2 separate regions of the Macaca mulatta genome follow, and region 1 is linked to region 2. Evidence: chromatin contacts called from public Hi-C data. All regions are on one chromosome and are shown on one strand. The core of a region is the stretch at or near the end of the contact, and the rest is flanking DNA. Distances in the headings are between cores, read along the strand shown. Region 1 holds the start of SURF6 (surfeit 6). Region 2 holds the start of REXO4 (REX4 homolog, 3'-5' exonuclease).

The links. Hi-C and Micro-C count contacts between places; a contact is called where the count stands out from the background.
Region 1: a Hi-C map of liver shows a contact between it and region 2, with 2.7 times the contacts expected there. The contact joins the promoter of SURF6 here to the promoter of REXO4 in region 2. A contact is called at or near these places in 2 of 14 Hi-C or Micro-C datasets (blood and liver).

What each region holds. Positions count from the first base shown.
Region 1 is chr15:9,189,591-9,192,290 of T2T-MMU8v2.0, forward strand. SURF6 (surfeit 6) reads left to right here and starts at 1,310. Exons shown (of 5, transcript NM_001194177.2): 1 at 1,310-1,481. The coding sequence starts at 1,388. It overlaps LOC144334990 (a long non-coding RNA gene), which reads left to right. Exons shown (of 3, transcript XR_013405335.1): 3 at 338-477.
Region 2 is chr15:9,104,562-9,107,261 of T2T-MMU8v2.0, forward strand. It overlaps REXO4 (REX4 homolog, 3'-5' exonuclease), which reads left to right and starts at 1,360. Exons shown (of 8, transcript XM_077967246.1): 1 at 1,360-1,721. ADAMTS13 (ADAM metallopeptidase with thrombospondin type 1 motif 13) reads right to left here and starts at 1,311. Exons shown (of 30, transcript XM_077967214.1): 1 at 1,098-1,311.

The sequences.
Region 1 (2,700 bases), core at 60-2,559, 85 kb after region 2:
AAGTTAGGGGAAGAAAGTTTAGTTCTGTTTCAAATACAACAGTTCTTACTGTTTCTAATATATATATATTAGCAGCCACGTTTTCAAATTGTAATTTAAGACTCAAGTTCTCCCTTCTCGACCAACAGGGTGGCCCTGGAAGGGGCTCTGGGTCCTTAACGAGCCTGTAATTTTCCAGTGCAGGAACTGGGGTGTGGTGGTCCCAAGCCTCAGACCATGACCTCTCCTTTCTCCTGCCCCTAGTGAGTTATTATAAAGGCCACATCTTGTGTTAAATATCGTAGTGTGGGCCGGGCACAGTGGCTCATGCCTGCAATCCCAGCACTATGGGAGGCAGAGGTGGGTGGATCACCTGAGGTCAGGAGTTCCAGACCAGCCTGGCCAATATGGTGAAACCCCGTCTCTACTAAAAATACAAAAATTAGGCCGGGCGCGGTGGCTCACGCCTGTAATCCCAGCACTTTGGGATGCCGAGGCGGGCGGATCACGAGGTCAGGAGATCGAGACCATCCTGACTAACACGGTAAAACTCCGTCTCTACTAAAAAATACAAAAAATTACCCGGGCGTGGTGGCGGGCGCCTGCTACTCGGGAGGCGGAGGCAGGAGAATGGCGTGAACCCGGGAGGCGGAGGTTGCAGTGAGCCTAGATCTCGCCACTTCACTCCAGCCTGGGCAATAGAGCGAGACTCCTTTCCCGGGGCGGAGGGAAGATCGTAGTGTGTAAGTCTATTTTTCAGAGCAAAAGTCACTGCGCAGGGGCTCTTCCTTGAACACGCCGGCTCCCTCCCGCCCAACACTTCTCCCTTTTCCCCTGGGGCTTTCTTTGGCGCTGCCCTCACCTGACAGTCACACGCTTGCCAGGTTTATCAGCCACCTCTACGGCAGACACTAGCCAAGAGCACATCTGTGTGTGTGACACACTGCTTGTGTCCCCTAGGACTGAACCTAGGGCCTGCCACGTGCCAGGCGCTCAGTCTGCGTCCGCCTGAGACCGGAGGCCCCCCACTCCAAAGGACTGAATGAATGTACTGCTGGTCATTCACTCATTTCGCCCCTACTCAGGAGGGCCTGCTGCGCCGGGTGTAGGGGTGAGGGGAGCGCAGGGACACGTGCGGGACCCGGGTGATGGAGGCGCTGAGGCCCGGCCTCGGGGTCCCCGGCTGCACCCACTCCCGGCGGAGATTGGCTGCCCTCGGCCCACAATACTGTGCTCTCCGCCCCGCGCGCCGCTTCCGGCGGAGTCAGGCCTGACTAATCGAGCGCTCGGGCTGGCGGCTCGGCGCTCGTCTGGCGGCGCCTGCCCGTGTGGTGGTTTCCGGCGGACGTGGTGAGAGTCGCACGCGCAGCCGGGAAGGTGTGAGTTGTGAACGGCTCGGGTCTCCGCCATGGCCTCTCTACTTGCCAAGGACGCCTACCTGCAGAGCCTGGCCAAGAAGATCTGCTCCCATTCGGGCCCGGAGCAGCAGGCGCGCACGCGGGGTAACGCACATGGCCGGGCTGGGACTGAGGGGCCTGCGAAACGGGGAGGCGGCCGGAGCCGGTGTAGACGAGTCCGTAAAGTACTGGAAAAAAAAATCTAAGTGACTTGTGAAATTACCGCCGTTTCCCTTGCTTTTTTTTTTTTTTTTTGGAGACAGAGTCTCGCTCTGTCCCCCAGGCTGGAGTGCAGTGATGAGATCTCGCCTCACTGCAAGCTCCGCCTCCCGGATTCAAGAGATTCTCCTGTCTCAGCCTCCAGAGTAGCCGGGATTACAGGCGCGCGTCACCACGCCCAGCTAATTTTTGTATTTTTAGTAGAGAGGGGGTTTAGTAGAGACAGGAGTAACGGTCAGTCAGTGGGAAAAGACCCTTTCAGTCCCTTCATTACGGACATGGTGCGGTGTGGGGAGGAGGAGGATGGCAGAGGGCTCCTGCCCTTAGGGTTCTCATGGCCTGGTGACCAGGCTGCACAAGGGAAGTAGACAATCGGGCGGGGAAGCCGACAGCGGGGACTTGTCAGTGCTGTCTGGGCCCAGGAGGAGAGGAGAGCAGCAGCGTCTCTGGACCCACCAGAGGTTAAACAGGGTTTCCTTTTTATTCAAGGACGGTATATCGGTGATAGCAAATCCAAAATCTTGTGACTTTTCTCATTACTCAGTATGTCTTCCGTCTGTCTTTCTCATCCTTTTTCAAGTTTTTTTTTTGTTTCCATTTATTAAAACAATTCAGCTCCTACTTTACATACTGATTTCTCCCATTTAAAAAGTAAACATTGTCCTGGCATGGGGCCTCACGCCTGTAATCCCAGAACTTTGGGAGGCCGAGGCAGGCGGATCACAAGGTCAGGAGATCGAGACCATCCTGGCCAACATGGTGAAACCCCGTCTCTACTAAAAATACAAAAATTAGCCGGGCACAGTGGTGGACGCCTGTAATCCCAGCTACTCAGGAGGCTGAGGCAAGAGAATCGCTTGAACCCGGGAGGTGGAGTTTGCAGTGAGGAGAGATCATGCCATTGCACTCCAGCCTGGGCAACACAGCGAGACTCTGTCTCAAAAAAAAAAAAAAAAAAAAAAAGTAAACCTTACCCCCAGCAGCTAAAATGAAAGCCCTTGTCATTGTGTTTGATGGCAACATGGTAGCTTATTGTGAAGCAGGGTCAGAAATTGTTAGTAGAGGTGGATATTCAGGTTTTTCTAATTTTTCACTCAAATAATAT
Region 2 (2,700 bases), core at 110-2,609:
TTGGTGACTGCCCATTCAAACTCAGCAAGTGTGAAAAGGAGCTCATGGCTCCACTCCCATACTTCACCCTGCCTCCCGCAGACATTTATTGAGATGATAAATGGCCACACCCAGTTGCTCAGACCAAAATCCTAGGAGCCTCACTTCCCTGTTACTCCATCAACCTTTGCCTGTTACACATGCACATCAAATCTATCCACTCCCAGCTGAGCACAGTGGCTCACACCTGTAATACTAGCACTTTGGGAGGCCAAGGCAGATGGATCACTTGAGGTCAGGAGTTTGAGACAGCCTGGCCAACATGGCGAAACCCCAGGTCTACTAAAAATACAAAAATGAGCAGTGCATGGTAGCGTGCACCTGTAATCCCAGCTACTCAGGAGGCTGAGGCAGGGGAATCACTTGAACCCAGGAGACAGAGGTTAAGGGAGGAGACCACCCCTCATATTGTCTTATGCCCAATTTCTGCTTCCAAAGAAAGAAGTAAAAACTAAAAGGTAGAAATAAAATCCACAGGCAGACAGCCTGGCGCTGCGCCCTGGGCCTGGTTAAAGATCGACCCCTGACCTAACTGGTTATGTTATCTATAGATTTCAGACGTATGGAAAAGCATTGTGAAAATCCCTGTTCTGTTCTGTTGCTTTCTGATTACCGGTGCAGGCAGCCCCGAGGCACGTGCCCCCTGCTTGCTCAATCATCACGACCCTCTCACACGGACCCCCTTAGAGTTGTAAGCCCTTAAAAGGGACAGGAATTGCACACTCCGGGAGCTCGGTTTTTGGAGACCTGAGTTTGCAGATGCTCCCAGCTAAATAAAGCCCTTTCCTTCTACAATTCAGTGTCTGAGGGTTTCTTGTCTGCGGCTCCTCCTGCTTCACAGTAAACTGGCGGGAACTCCTCCCCGTGCCTGGGCCTCAGTTTCCCCACTGTATATAGAAGATGAGCCGCTGTGAGGCTAAGCGTGGAGCAGCCCAAGGCGGGAAAGGCCCGAGAGTCCAGGACGCAGTCCAGGGACCAAGCCCGGCTCTCACTAGCCCGACCGCCCAGTGCCCCCACGCGCTGCTGCCCCACCCGGTGCTACACACACGGCGGCCCACCAGTTCCCTTGTGGCGTCCGCCTCTCTTATCCCCATCCCGGATCTTGGGGAGGTCCTCGGCTTGCCCATTCAAACTCGAGGTCGATGACCCCGGATGCCGCTGGCTAAGACTGCGGCCCAAGTCCGGTGCGGGCGAACCGCCCAGGCTGCGCGGAACCAGAGGCGGGGGCCGGGTTTCCAGCCGTTTGCGGAGAGACGAGCACTTCCGGGAACTGGAGCGTGCGCACTGAGGCACGCTGGACGCATGCGGGGTCTCTTCCGGAGCCTTTTCCTGGGCCAGGTTGCTGCGGTGAGTGTGTTTCGGCCTGGCCTGGGCAGGCCCTTGTGCTGCCGCGGCGCCGGGCCCGGGGAGGCCAGGGTCTCGGGTGGCCGCCGGCCCAGGCGCTGGACCGCAGCAGGATGGTGAAGGCGAAGGTCCCCGCCTCCAAGGGCGCCCCGAGTAGCCCGGTGGCTAAGCCGGGTCCTGTCAAGACGCTCACTCGGAAGAAAAACAAGAAGAAAAAAAGGTTTTGGAAAAGCAAGGCGCAGGAAGTAAGCAAGAAGCCAGGAAGCGGCCCCGGTGTTGTGGTGCGACCTCCAAAGGCACCAGAAGACTTTTCTCAAAACTGGAAGGCGCTGCAAGAGGTGAGGCTTGAGCGGGCCCGGGCGGAGCGCTGCGCAGCTCATTCCCGCAGAACGCGACGGAGGGAAAGACTTGGGTAGCCCCAAAAAGGACCTGTAAAGGCAGATTTGAATTGAAATCTTGTAAACATCTTTTCACAAGAAAGGTGGCCTGTTGAGGAAGGTCTCGAACTTGTTTGCATAAAATTGATGAATTATTTCAAGTACAAAAAAGCAGAGATAAACCTTTGTACCTTTTGCATAATGAACTAACTGGAATAGGTTTTACAAAGAGAAATTTAGCTTAAAATCCCGAAGGCAGCCCGGGCGCGGGGCCTCACGCCTGTAATCCCAGCACTTTGGAAGGCCGAGGCGGGCGGATCCCCCGAGGTCAAGAGTTCGAGACCAGCCCGGCCAACATGGTGAAAACCCATGTCTACTAAACAAATACAAAAAATATTAGCTTGGTGTGATGGCGCGCGCCAGCGCAGCTACTCAGGGAGGCTGAGGCAGAAGAATCGCTTGAACCCGGGAGGCAGAGGCTCTAGTAAGCCGAGATCGTGTCACTGCACTCCAGCCTGGGCAACAGAGTGAAACTCCGTCTCAAAAAAAAAAAAAAAAATCCCGAAACCAGATGAACCACCCAAGGACAGTGAAAAGAACACACTGGTGGCTGGGCCCGGCAGCTCACGCCTGTAATCCCAGCACTTTGGGAGGCCGAGGTGGGGGCGGATCACCTGAGGTCAGGAGTTCGAGACCAGCCTGGCCAACATGGTGAAACCCTGTCTCTACTAGAAATACAAAAAAATTAGCTGGGCGTGGTGGCGCGCACCTGTAGTCCCAGCTACTAGGGAGGCTGAGACAGGAGAATCACTTGAACCCGGGAGGCAGAGGTGCAGTGAGCGGAGAATGTGCCACAGCACTCCAGCCTGGGCGACAGAGCGAGACTCCATCTCAAACAACAACAACAAAAGAACGCACTGGTCTGTGTAGCAAGACAGGG